Linked DNA regions of Mus musculus: all the other regions are linked to region 2. A link is a contact called in public Hi-C data. All regions are on one chromosome and are shown on one strand. The core of a region is the stretch at or near the end of the contact, and the rest is flanking DNA. Distances in the headings are between cores, read along the strand shown. Region 1 overlaps Gm39602 (a long non-coding RNA gene). Region 2 has its middle 140 kb from the start of 4933406G16Rik. Region 3 has its middle 18 kb from the start of Gm39602.

The links. A called contact is a pair of places that touch in the nucleus more often than the background predicts.
Region 1: a contact with region 2 is called in a Hi-C map of uterus, with 3 times the contacts expected there. The contact joins two enhancer-like sites. A contact is called at or near these places in 1 of 484 Hi-C or Micro-C datasets (uterus) and 1 of 9 other capture datasets (embryonic stem cells).
Region 3: a Hi-C map of uterus shows a contact between it and region 2, with 2.0 times the contacts expected there. The contact joins two enhancer-like sites. A contact is called at or near these places in 3 of 484 Hi-C or Micro-C datasets (neural progenitor cells and uterus) and 1 of 115 datasets of contacts at active chromatin or transcription factors (stem cell-derived neural progenitor cells).

What each region holds. Positions count from the first base shown.
Region 1 is chr11:19,735,685-19,740,127 of GRCm38.p6, reverse strand. All of the region lies in intron 1 of Gm39602 (a long non-coding RNA gene), which reads left to right. Among named protein-coding and RNA genes, the nearest start is that of Gm39602, 4.8 kb to the left of the region's middle. Within about 2 kb of position 3,052, at least 35 of the 459 cell types and tissues checked have an H3K27ac peak or open chromatin away from gene starts, as enhancers often do. A contact at or near this core is called in uterus, where this site is marked.
Region 2 is chr11:19,202,757-19,207,129 of GRCm38.p6, reverse strand. No RefSeq gene overlaps it. Among named protein-coding and RNA genes, the nearest start is that of 4933406G16Rik, 140 kb to the right of the region's middle. Within about 2 kb of position 2,914, at least 62 of the 459 cell types and tissues checked have an H3K27ac peak or open chromatin away from gene starts, as enhancers often do. A contact at or near this core is called in neural progenitor cells and uterus, where this site is marked.
Region 3 is chr11:19,757,996-19,762,564 of GRCm38.p6, reverse strand. No RefSeq gene overlaps it. Among named protein-coding and RNA genes, the nearest start is that of Gm39602, 18 kb to the right of the region's middle. Within about 2 kb of position 1,289, at least 34 of the 459 cell types and tissues checked have an H3K27ac peak or open chromatin away from gene starts, as enhancers often do. A contact at or near this core is called in neural progenitor cells and uterus, where this site is marked.

The sequences.
Region 1 (4,443 bases), core at 1,803-4,302, 530 kb before region 2:
GCTGAAAGCATAGCTCAGTGGTGGAGTGCTTCCTGCCTGCCTAGCATGTGCAAGGTTCTGGACATGACCTCTAGTGCCTGAGAGCAAAATCAAACCAGCCTGGCTGTATGGCACGGGCTTTACCTCCCCTTCAGCTGGCACCCTCACACTGCCCAGACAGAGGGATGCAACGGTCATTCACGGAGGGGCTGAGGGTCCCCAGCTACTGAATACTCTTGCTACTGTGAACCGCACACATTACAGACAAAGTACCGTTTCCCTCTGAATTCTTGAGGAAATTGCTCTCATATACAATACCAACCCTTGGCTGGGCGACAGAAACAGAGTGTCGTTTGCATGCCATTACCAGGCTGTGAAGTCTGGTCAGAGCTGCCTTTTTGGAGTTTCCAATCTTTTGGGATCCTTGGAGGGTCGGCCTGCGGGTCAGGTTTGTTTAGTCTGCTCCACAGTGGTGTAAAGTGGCCTTGGCTGTGGAGCCCACCTAAGGAATACTGTGTCTGTGTGATTCTCCAGCCATTCCTTGGAGCTGTGTATATATGTTTCATTTTCTAATAGGCAAGGCTGAATTGGGTTTCATTGTTAATAGATGGTAAATTGTTTCTAAAAACAGCCTCATCCTTGCTTTGAAAGTAAGCCTGAGTTCAGAGGGCTCTGGCTTTAAGGGTGACCCTCATTTCCCTGGGAAAATCACACCACACTTCTATGTTTTGCAATATATTATGCACTTTCTGGATTTTTTTGGGAGACTCATCTGAACTTCAGCTATGTTAAAACTTGCAATTGAAGGCTAACACACAGGAAAAGTAGCCTCTTTTGTACTCGCGCAGTGACTTTTAATAAACACAGAAGAACACAGCAACAAGAAATACAGACGGGCACCCAGGGGCCCTTCCTTGTCCTCCGCTTGAGCACAGAGAAGTTTACATTTTCTGTTTATAATTTATTTGAGTGTTCTCTGTATTAGAACTATTCCTTTTTGTCCACTGTCTGACTCACTCCGTGCAGATGGAGAGGGAGAAAGCTTGTCTGACCACTGGGAAACAAGAAACAGTGCCTGTAAAGTCCTGAGTGTGGCCTGAGACCCATGTCGGCTCTGCAGAGTCACCAGGCTCTGGTTAACATGGGACCCATTTGTATACACCACCTACTCAAATCTCAAATCACATTCCCTTTCTTACTTCTCACAATAAAAACCTGCTTTTATGGGCTGGAGAGATGGTTCAGCAGTTAAAAGCATTGTCTGCTCTTCCCAAGGACCCAGATTAGATTCCCAGGAGCCACGTGGTGGCTCAGGATTGTATGTAACTCTAGTTCCAGAAAATCCGATGTCTTTTGCCTCTGTGGGCACCAGTGTGAAAGTGGAACACAGATATACATGCAGACGAAACACCCATACACATAAAAGATTAAAGATATCTGCCTTTAGAACATTAGCTTGTGGCACGTGTCTCTCTAGTTCTTACTCTGGTTCTGTGAGCCATGTGGACTCTCTGTGCACAGTTATGGACACACACATGCCTGGGTTTGTATGTGGAAGTCGGAGAACAACTTTCCAGAGTCAGTTTTTCCCAATTAACCATGTGGGTCCCAGGGGTCAAACTCAAGTCATCAGACTTGGTGGCAAGTCCTTTTACCTGCTAAGCCATTTCACTGGCCCCTTATGGCAAAATACTGACTCAGAGGTGTTTAGGAGTGAACAGATAGCCCTCCCAGCCCTCCTGTCTTTCTGAAGGAATCTGTCCCAAGCCCTAGGTCTGCAGGCTTTTTCCTCCTCTCAGAAGTAGTTCAATTTCTCTCTTCAGAAGCCCTTCATCTCCCAGAACAGCTTTCATTACAGCAACATAAATAAAAAGTGACATAAAATTATATAGCCTTGTGTAAAGTAGTTTAAGGAAAATGTCTTTTACGGCAGCTTTTATGATTTCACCAATTAGTTATTAGACTTTCTCCATTTTTAATTTGCCATCCTCCAAGTGCATTTTCAACGTTTCTCCCCTCTCTCCTCTGAGTAGTGGTGTGAGGGCTGACGGGCCCCAGTGTAGGCTGGCTTTCTTGATGCATAGAGGCATTCCATTACAGCATGTTGCTAGATGCGGACAAAGCAAGGCCTGGGGGAGGGAAGCTGGTGCCCAGTTACTTTTAAGTGAAGAGTGTTGGTCTTGTGGCAAGCACTGCCCTGGGCCACCACTAAAGGTAGTAGCAGATAGACCACAGGGTCGCACGGCAGTGGCTGGACCTTAAGCTGATAAATCCTGAGTTTTTAGTGACTTTCCAAACATTCCCAGGAAGTGTGAATTGCAGAGATTTACTCCTGCCAAAATTTAATCGTGCAGAAAAAGTAAAATTTAGATCAGCGTATAGATTATTTTTAATGCGATTGCTCGACAGAAAAGGGCGAGGAAGGCAGAGTGGAGTCCTTAGAACGGGCGAGTCTAGACCATTGCAATTTGATTCATTTAGGGGAATTGTGTTCGGTTTGAGGCTTTGGCTTGGGCGAGGCTGTTCCTTCTGGGAGTGCATGATGTCATTGTGTCAAGCATGTCACAGCCAAGGCATTCTGGTATTTATGTTGGCCTCAGATCTAGCTCAGAGGACATGGCAGCCTCAATTTATTGCTACTTTAACTTTGTTTAGTCATGGAGAGGTTTTATTTATGTTGGTAAATTTCAAACAGTGGCCAACAGTGACCACACAATGAAAGGGCCTGCAAGATCCATCATCGGTAAATCACCTTGTTGCTGAGTTTCTTTAATTAAGGAAAAACTCTGTGTGTTGATCCCTGTGGTTGCTGGAAGGAACGTGGGGCGGGGAATTGCTTTGATTAATCCATCTATCAGCCTTGGAGGGTGAGTCTCCTGTTTCTGATTGTAGCTGGGCAAAGACCTAAATAAAAATTTATCTTGTCAAAACCTATGGTCTAACTGAAAGCAAATAAAAAAGTTTTATGACAGCCACATAAAGTTAAATAAATAGCTGGGAGGTGCACCGTGTCCTGCGGATGCTTCTCAGCAAAGCATGTGGCTGTTTCTGAGGGTGAGCTCAGCGAACTGAGAAATCACCTTTAATGGTCCCCTCGGTACTGTAACCAGCAACTGCTCTCTTTGTCTAACGTTCTAGGCTTTAGTCCCTGATTAAAACCAAAGGCTCGGCCTTGACACTGGGTGCTGTTTGAGCTACTCAGGGTAGAAGGCACAGTGTGTGCTATTCCAAGAAAAAATGAAATAACCAAGTTCTAGAGGAACTTTATATACACAGTGTCCTTAGATCACTTTCACCCTCAAGACCTCCCCCCATCTTTCAAGTGTGCTTATAAAGGGAGAAAACCTTGTCTTTTGCAACTGTGTGGGACCTTTTTTATTGATCTCTGGAAGGTGGTAGTTTTCACAGTGTGGGGGAGGGGAGCAGCAGTGAACTTTTTTTTTTTTTTTAAATGAAATCAGAGACTGGGACTTCGCCTCTGGTTGGACTCAACTCTCAGATATAGTTTTCCCTGTTCTGTAATAGTCTGGAAGAATATGCTGGGACAGAGGGCCTTTCCCACCAAGTATAGACTTCTCTCTCAGCATGGGATCACAGTGGAATACATTTTATTGCTAGTTAAAAAATATTTTTGAGTCAAATGAAAGACAGCAGTTGATGCTGAAGAAGGCTGCTCTTGATACAAGCATGGACTTAGGGTGAGTTGCTTTCCTTTTTAGGTTATGGAGAGGCTGTTCTCCTGGTCACGCTGTAGGAGCCTCTAACAGTGAAGGGCGATCTCTTGGCCCTGGATGTATTTGGCAACCAGTCCCTGTCTGTTTGATAGAATTACACCATAAGCGTGGGCTCGAGGAGTCAGATATGTTGAAGGGCTTGGAGTTGTAGGCACCCGTGTAGACAGTGCCTGTGTTGACAGAGTGAGGCTACGTGTGGATGTCAGCTGACAAATACACTGGCTGTTGCTTTCTTGTTACTGCGTCCTGCCTTTATTAAGGGAGTATGGCTACTGAGTAAGTGACTCAGGCCAGTAGGCATGGTGGTGATGTGTAACTGGGAAGTCTGCTCTATCAGAGTCTAGTTAGGAGATCGTGGAAAAGCGTGATAGGGGTGGGAGTGAGGGTGTGGGTGGGGCACTCTCACTTAACTAACTGGGTCAGTGTCCCTGAGCTGGAGGCTTGAGTTCCTTTAGAGGCAGGTACAGGGCAACACAAAGACCTGCCTTGTCCGGAGGAGGATTCTCAACTTTTTAAAGATTTATTTTATTAAAAAAAGTGTTTGTGTGTGGTGTGGTGTGTGTGTGTGTGTGTGTGTGTGTGTCTGTAGGTACTTGAGGAGGCTAGGAGAAGGCATTGGATCCCCTAGAGCTAGATTACTGGTGGTTGTGAGTCATCCTACATGGGTGCTGGGTGTTATAGTTATAAAACGATAAAGAACTCTAAAATGTTCTATGGGAGTGTGCTGAGG
Region 2 (4,373 bases), core at 1,665-4,164:
TGGGCATAAGAACTGTTATAATCCCTGGGAAGTTCCCAAAACAGGGAGAAGACCATCTCCAAGAGCATGCAATGATCAGTGTTGGTAAACACTGGTCCACTCATTTAAAGATCAGTGTTAGAGGCAGGGAGAAGAGACAGTGCACTCTACAGCTAGGTCTTTAGAAAGTCTCAAACCCCTTCTCAGCTCTAGGTTCTAACTTGTGAAAATTTTAGATTTGTATGACTATTGTCTCCCTTTTCTCAGCGCCTGTTCTAGTTTCTGCTTGTCACTGAACGGGGCCTCTTCTATGCAAAAGCCTGTGAGCTCCTGCTTAGACTCTATGCTGTGGATGCACATAGAGTCACAGGATCAACTAAACCCACCTTTCCCAAGACAGTTATTCTAGATGCTCAGTAAAAAGAATTGTCTTTGCAGTAGTCCTAACAACCCCATCTGTGAGCTTGTCATCTCCTCAGACCTTTCTTTTCTATAACTCTGTTCTTTACCCATGGAGGCTTTGGCAGTTCACTATTGATCGTAACTGATGCTAGCAATCCTCCAGCAGTGACAGAGCCATGAGTGACCCTCAGAGGAAGAAAGATCTGTAGCCTTCTCCTTGGCTTGGCCATTCTTGTCTCCTAGACAGTGTTCCTTATAGATTAGTCACCAAGTCAACTTTGACGTGTTTCCCTACAGAAGATTAGAAACAGTTCAAAGTTAGTAGGGTGGGGTCATGGAGGAACTCTCTGTCTCTTCTCTATGTAGTATGTTCATACACTCTCATATATATATTGATACACCTTTACTCATGCATTAGTGTACACACACACTAGGTAGATAGATTGTGAAGGGTATGTGCAGCACACAGCTATGCTGTGCATATTGATTTAGTAGACACAGAGTGTCTCATGTGATAGGAGCCAAAGGAAGCCACATCAAAGTCCAGTCCACTTTGACCAACACTCCCTGCCAGGGGGCAGCAAGTCTGTTCCCTTGGCCTCTCTAAGGAAAGCAAGTCTCTGGAGACCTTTTTGAAACACACCAATTCTATTCCCAAGAGATGCAAATGCAAAAGATGAACATCCTACTGCTAATGAGGAAAAGCTGGGCCTCCTCTGAAGAACCTGTGCAGTGAGATGCTATGGATATCTTAAGGGGACTACAGAGGTAACTCAGGGGTTTAAGAGTCCCTCTTGAAACTATCCTGGGTTTAGTTTCCAGTACCCACATGGTAGTTCACAACTGTCTGTAACTCTAATCCCAGAGGCTGGACATCTTCTGGTCTTCATGGGCCCCAGGCACACATGTAGCAAAATACTCATGCACATACAATAAATATATCTAAAAATTTTAAAAGACATTTTAAAATAACATTTAATTTAATGTATTTAAATATAATGAAAGTAGAAAATGTTTATTAATAAGATGCTTGGAGTATATAGTTATGTTCAAATTTAATAACAGAATAAAATAATAGGAAAAATACTTTTTAAAGAATCTTGATCTACAAAAAGTGTTTCTAAGCAGTAAATAAAAGTGATTTGCTTTTTACTTTCCCTAATATCTTCATAATAAAATCATTTAATCTGTTAACAGTTATCAAAGGAAGATAGTCTAGTTTTTAATCTATTTAATATGACATTTTGGGAGCTGGTAGCATTCATTCATACAAGAGTGATACCACACAGGGTAGCAGAAGCATGCCCACAGGCTCCTTTGATCACCCCATGACTCCCTCTCCAGTGAGCAGTCAGTGTGTGTTGAGCATCCATAGATCAACACAATCCAGGATGACAGGGCAGGATTTACAGTTGCTTGTAGATTCTTCTTGACTTGTCTTTGAGACAGACATGGATATGGAAATCACAATTCAGAAAGGCAGAACTGTCACAGTCATGAGCTGTGGAGCCTGGGCCTGAAGTGTGTCTTTTGACTCTCACTACACTAGGCTGCTGACATTTTTAGTGCCCCCCAACAAGAAGACAGCAGAAGACACAACAGGAGTCAGAGAGAAGCCATCTGGCTGGGACTGAGACGTCTGTCCCTCTGTGGCCACCGCTGGATTCCCGTGTGCACATGCCCTCTTCTAAAGTGGAGTTTGCTTAGCTTTAAGCGGGTATATCGCATCCTGTTCCCTCTACTCAAAAGAGAGATATAAAGGGGAGAACAGTTGCCTTCAGCTCCAGATAAATGGCAGAAATTGAACTGGGCAGTGTCTCCCCTGGAATCCTGAGTCCAAAATTCGCAGACAAATCACCCAGTGCAGTGCAGGAGAACAAGAGGAAGTCCATTGTCCTTGCCAGCTGGAAAACTCCCACCCTGCAAGACCAAGGAGCACCATCTCTCCCCAATCAAGACATCCCAGGCATCCCTGCAGCTGCAGCCACAGAAGCCCCCCTCTCCCTCCCTCCCTTCCCGACGTCACCGGTGCACAGCTTTATTTTTTCTGGCCTACATTTTGAAGTCTCTCCACACTGATGGACTAAACTGGAAAGTATAATCCAATTGGCTCCGTCCAAAGCAGATGCCACATAATCACAATCACATTAATAAAGCTGGCGAGGGAATACGAAGAATTTGATGGGGTGGGGGAGGAGACACTAACAACTTCCAGAATGCTGGCACTGAGTACTTTTTTTCTAGAAACAGGTCCCGGGGAAGCCGGCATCCCCATCTTCTACACTTCAAATTGTATAAACTCCAAGAAAAAAAAATTTTTTTGGAGGGCGGGGAGGGTGATGCTTTTATTTTTTTTTGACTTTTTTTTGTTCTGTTTTTGTTTGTTTGTTTTTAGTTCAGATGAAGGGAGAAAAAAGGCAGAGAAATGCTTGCTCAAATCTTTTCAGCACTCGGAGTCTTATTTATGCACGGGGTTTCCAGCTGCACATGACATAAGTCGAGGAAAACTGGCACATCCTCCCACCACAAGTGCAGTAGAGCCGCAAGTTTGGCAAGTTGCTCTCGTTGCCAGATGCCTCTGCTGTTTCTGCAACTATGGATTCAAGGCACTCCAATTTTTTTCCTTGCTGGGAATACTTTCAAAGAAGAACACAATGTTTTGGGTTGCCTGGCCAAAGTTTAGCTGTACTTTTACATCTTTGCCAAACTTCCTGTTTTTAGCAAAAACAATTTATTATCTTGCTAGTTCTTTAGACCCCAGAGGATTTGCAGGCACAAATAACTACTTGATTTCTGTGTCTTTTCTAAAAGAATCTCATTCCTTTTCCCATAATTATCTCATAGATGCTAGGACAGGAACACATTTAACTTTTTGGGCGTGCTACCAAGGTGTAGAAAAGGTTTTAATTATTCAAACCTTTATAGTCTGAACTTTAAAGAACTGACAGTTATTTTTTTGTGTGTGTGGGCAAGGAAAATAATTCTTTTCAGGTGGTTTGGCAAGATTACAGCAGTATGGCATGTGTATCATACAAGCGAGTTTGGCGTCAGTTTGCACTGGGGACTCGAGATTAGATTGGGGAAACTTTATTAATCAGCAGCAATCAAAGAAAACATTCAACCAGACACTATGTGTGTGCATGTGCATGTGGGGGGGGGGGGTGTGTGGGGGGCAGTAATTGGACAGGGCCATGCTGTGTAACACACCTGGGTGTCAAATTCATGATCCTCCTGCCTCAGCTTCCCAAATGCTGGAGCTTATAGGCCTGTAACATCATATTTGGCCCAGTCACACATTTTTGATTGAAAAAAAAAAATCAACTTTGTTAGGTGATCACACAACTCCCCTCCCCTTGATATGACCAGAAAACCAAACCAAACCACAGACTAAGAGCCTTCTCCTTCCTCAATTGTCGGCAACCAGGCTGACTACCAACCTGTAGATAAAGAGAAAATGCAGTTCACTACTAGATTAGAGATGACTGTGGGTAACCTTAGCATTTTCATGAACAAAAATGTCCTCAGTAAAAACAAAACATTGCTGCAGCCACTCACATAAATGGATAAAATCAGCAAACAGGATCAATCGGGGCCTGCTTCCTGACGGTGGCCTGCAGTAGTCCTATGAAACAGTGCAGCCTATAGCAAAAAAAAAAAAAAAAAAAAAAAAAAAAAAAAAAAAAACCATGCCAGGGTAGAAGAAAACTGAACTTCGGAAGACATAGCCAGGTACAACGTGTCTTTCAAAATTACTTCACAGTACCTGTGAAGACTAGAAAACAGATCGTAGAAATGAGAATAAAATTAAATTAGCAGATCTACTTAGGAAACAGTGAATAGTAACGAGACAGCGCAGCATGGTCCTATAAAGGACTGGCTTCAATAGTGGCATCAATTAGGATGCTCATGTCCTGCTTCTGGTCTTTTTCTCCCCTCCCCCACTCCTCCTCTCACTCCCCTTAGTCCCCCTTTCTCCTCCTCTACCACCTCCT
Region 3 (4,569 bases), core at 40-2,539, 560 kb before region 2:
ACTTTTTATTGTGTGTATTCTGCATGTCCCTCCCTGAGATAAGCTGGCAGGGATGGGGGTGGGTGGGGGTGAGGGAGGAGAGCTGTGCTGTGGTCCCCGCCCTCACTGAACAGGGAGGAAATCAAACATCTTACTTCGTAACCAGACTATAAAATTATGAGAGGTGTTTATATGTGTTCTGAACAAAAACTGTAAGGGATTATGAAGTTCAAGACACATAAGGAAGGAACATGCCCCTTTCTGCGGGGTCCTCTGAGGGGCCTGTTTGGAGGATCTAACCTCTGAGCAGGCAGTTAAAGGACAGAAAACTTGCTGAAGGTTATAGAGATAATCAGGCAGAATTGAGATTCAAACTCAGGCCCGCCAGAGCCTATTCAGGTTCTATTCGAGTTGTCCCACTATACACATTTGAAACAACACTGAATCCAACCTTGGACTCTCTGCCACTTGCTACGATCTCCCCTGGGGTTATGGACTGAGAGCGGGTGTGAATTGGTGGCGGTGAGCCTGCAGCTTCCCTGTGGTGTGCACATCCCTCCTATTTTCTTCAAGGTTCTGTCTGGACTGCACTGGGGCACTGGCTGTATGGTGTCCACCGTTTCTTCTAATTGGGGAAGAAGCCAATTCCAAATACCTGGGAGAAGTTAAGTAAGGAGCTGAGGCCAGAGCTCAGAAACCTCTCCTACCTAGCCCTGTCCAGCCTCCCTCTCACCACTCTGCTCTGCTCCGTGCTGCCTGCTTCAGTCTAATGCTGTCTTGGAGAATGGCAGTCTGCCCTCAGAACTCCCTGACCTACACAGGGAGCCTTGGGAGGGTTGTTGGACTCCGCCCAGAACATTCCCATGTGTTTCCACCCGGTTGCTGTGCTCTTGGTGAGGTACCCTGCTGGACATGGCCACCCAGAGCTGAAATTTCAGCCAGGCACAGGGATGGGGATGGCCTAGTGTAGAAGCAGAAGCAAGAGATGTGTTGTTTCCCCCCTCTGTCTGCTGGTAGAAGGGCAGGGATTAGAGGTGTTGATGACTCTTTAAAAGTTCCACTGTACCCACTCCAAACCCCAGCCTGAGTGCAAAGGAAACTGCTTTCTTCTGCCTGAATTTTTGCCATCAAGCAGCGTTGCCTCTGCCTCAGTGCTCTCGATGAAATGCAGACCTTCTGGGGAGAAGGCGAGCTACAAAGTGCCGGCCACCTTGGCGTGAAGGAGGTTATTGTATCTTAAGTAGAGGAAAATAGGGATAGCAGCTTCCTTTGGTTCCAATTCTTCAGCATCCCCTTTGCAAAAAGCAACAGTACGTTATAGACACTAGGGGGCGCAAGTAGGCCAACAATGGCGCCTGTTACTTTTTACAGCTCTGAGAAACAAAGTTGGCATTATCGCTGTTTTCTTTTTCTTAAGAATCGGAGTTCTCTGAGATGGTATGAGTGAAAGCATTGGCTGCTTTGCTTCCCAGGACGTCCGTAGCCCTCAGAAAATGCAATGAAGAAATATTCAGAATGAAACATGGAAAGCGGATGGATACCCAAGAGATTTCATCAACGGTCTTCGGCACTGCTCTTGGCTGTTTTTAGTATGACAGTTTGTTAAACGTTTCTGAGAGCTAAAGTTCAAATGGGAACAGTGGAAAGGAACTGATTTGTCAAAATGCCTAGCAGTGCCCCTAATGTCACCAAAGTGGGGATGCAAATGTGCATATTTCTGAGTATAGAGAGTAAGCCCACTTGAAGAAAGGAGAAAAAGAAGTCTCCCTCACAGCCAAACACATATCTTACGTACCGTTCAGATGGCTGTTCTTACTGAATAAATCTTACTTAGCAACCTTCCACCAGAGCAAATAATAAATCACTCCCCAAAGCTCCAGGCATCGGGTTCTATCTGGGCAGTAAAACTCTGCAAATGCCCTGACAGCGTTTTGTGAAATCATAATTGCTTAGGGAAAGTGATTCTGGATATCTTAAAACGTACAGAATTAAAGCGAAGCTGTTCCTTTGAGGAAAATTACCCTAATGCTGCGTGCAGTATTCTTTATGTGAATCCTAGATTATAATCCACAGATCCCCATCGTTTCTGGGAAGAGTATATAACCATGCCTAGGTTTTATAGTCACTCCTGTGACCATCGGGGCAGAGGTGCTTCGTTATTTGTATAGTTAGTTTTAAGTGTGTTTATTTATCAGCATTCTCTGGAGAGCCACACCTCAAAACATGTAGTATCTAGCTATCCTTAAAGAAGGGCTGAGTTCTGGGCCCCCAGTTCATGTGTTAAAGTCTTAACATCTCCCCCTGTACCTCAGAATGTGCTTGCTCTCCATGGCTTGATCAGCTTGTTTTCTTATGGCACCCAGGATCACCAGCCAGGGGAGGCACCACCCACAATAGACCGGGCCCATTCTCATCAGTCACTAATAAAGAAAACACCCTACAGATTTGCCTACAGGCCAATCTTATGGAAGCATTTTCTCAGTTGGAGTCTTTCTTCTCAAATGACTCTAGCTTGTGTCAAGGTGACATAAAACTAGCCAGTACGGGACAGGTCATTAGGATGGCCTTGGGTCCAAAGGGAATGGTGTCTTTATAAGAGGAAAATACCAGTCAGACATAGTGGGACTCTGTGAGGACACAGAGGGAGGTAGTGTTGTCTACAAAGGGAGTTCCAGGATACGCAGAGAAACCCTGTCTCGGAAAACAAAACAGAACAAGGCATGCTTCCGCATACTGAAGCAGAGCTCAGAGTTTGGACCATTTTAAGATGAGTAACTTTTTCTTGGTTATTCAAGGCAGGGTTTCACTGTGTAGCCCTGGCTGTCCCAGAACTCTGTAGACCAAGCTGGCCTCGAACTCACAGAGATCAGTCTGCCTCCATCTCCCGAATGCTGGAATTATTAGGTGTGTGTCACCACTACCCAGCTTACAACCAGTAATTTTAAAGTAGAATTATTCAAGACGAAGTCTTTATAGGAACTACCATTATTGGCCTATTACCCACCCCTATTTGCATTGCACATAAGCTTAGTGGGCTGTGCCTGAGGTGACTTGTCTGCATCAATTTCTCCTTCTTGGGAAGTGGGATGTTGCTAAGTGTGGTCCTTCCTGTCCTAGCCCAGCACATCACAGGCACTCACCTCCAAGCCTTACAGAGGTCAGCGAAGCCACCCGCATCTTTGTCTTGTTTTCACCCACCCAACAGCAGGGCATTGTTCCCCAGCTCAGTGATGGAAGGAGCCCTCATTGCCGCCTTACAAGCTGGAGAAGGTCCAACAGTGTTATATCAAATACCCCAGGGGTGGGTGTGGAGCTAAGTGCCTAACCACATGAAAGCGCCGGCCTCAGCTCTCATTTGAGGAGGTTTTCATGTAGTTTTAATCTGGCTGCCTTCTATCACCAGATTTACTCACTGGATAAGAACTTGAATGAGAAGTCAGGAGGTGGGGGTCAGGCCTAGTCTGAGTCATGGTCACCATCTGGAATCGTGGCTTCTTCCTGTAAATGGTAGGTGCCCTTGCGGTCTTCCTTACAGTGCTAACATCCTCTATGGTAATTGATATTTCAGGCCAGTGGGCAAGGGCTAGGCTTCAATGACTTTGTGAAACATTGCTGCCTTGGCCTGGCAGTCTGGTGCCTAGTGTCACCACCCAAGGCTTTTAAGAAAAGGTGTGTATGTGTGTATGTGTGTATGTGTGTGTGCATGTGTGTGTGTGTGCATGCATGTGTGTGCACACTTGTACATATGAAGGTGTATGTGTACATATGTGTGTGTATGTATGTATGTGTGTATGTGTGTATCTGTGTATCTGTGTGAGTGTATGCTCACATGTATAGGGATGCATGCCTGTGCACACACAGAAGTCAGCATGGGGTGTTGCAGTCCCTCAGAGCCGGAGTTGCTGTTAGCTGGGCTGCCCAGCTTGTTACCTGGGTGCTGAGATCTGAATTTGCTCCTCCTGACTGTGCAACAAACACTCATACCTGCTGAACGCCAGCTCCCCAAGACCTGAAAACCCCCTCAGGGTATCAGAGGCCCATCTTATGGTGGCATCTTTTAAAAAATCTCTACCTCTGTCAACATTTCACTTTGCTTTCCCTGTGGCCTCTCCAGTTAGGGGTGAGGTGACCTTTGGGAGCCACCAACACTGTGGCACTCAGTTCTGTACTCTATTTGCCACTCCAGGTAGTGCATTCCTCTGTGTAGAAGACAGCACACACACATGCATGTGCATATGTGTGGTGACTCATGTCTTAAGCTATTAGACAACACAGAGAATAAGCAGAGTCCTAGTAGTTTCTTCTACTCCATAATGGACCAGAGCACATGCCTTTGGGAATCGACAGGCATCACCACCGAGGGCCTGTGCTTAGTGTCATGGCGTTAGGCTTCACCTTGTCCAAGATGTGTTATAGCACTAGATGAAAGAGTGAATCTGGAATTCAGTAAAATACACTTCACGGGATGTCCTGTGGTGGGTGGCCTACTGACCCAAGGTGGCAGTGATCTTGAGCTCTGAATTATTCCAGTAGATATGATTTAAAATTCTCTCCCCAACTTTCCCACAAAGAAATCAAAACAAAGTCGGT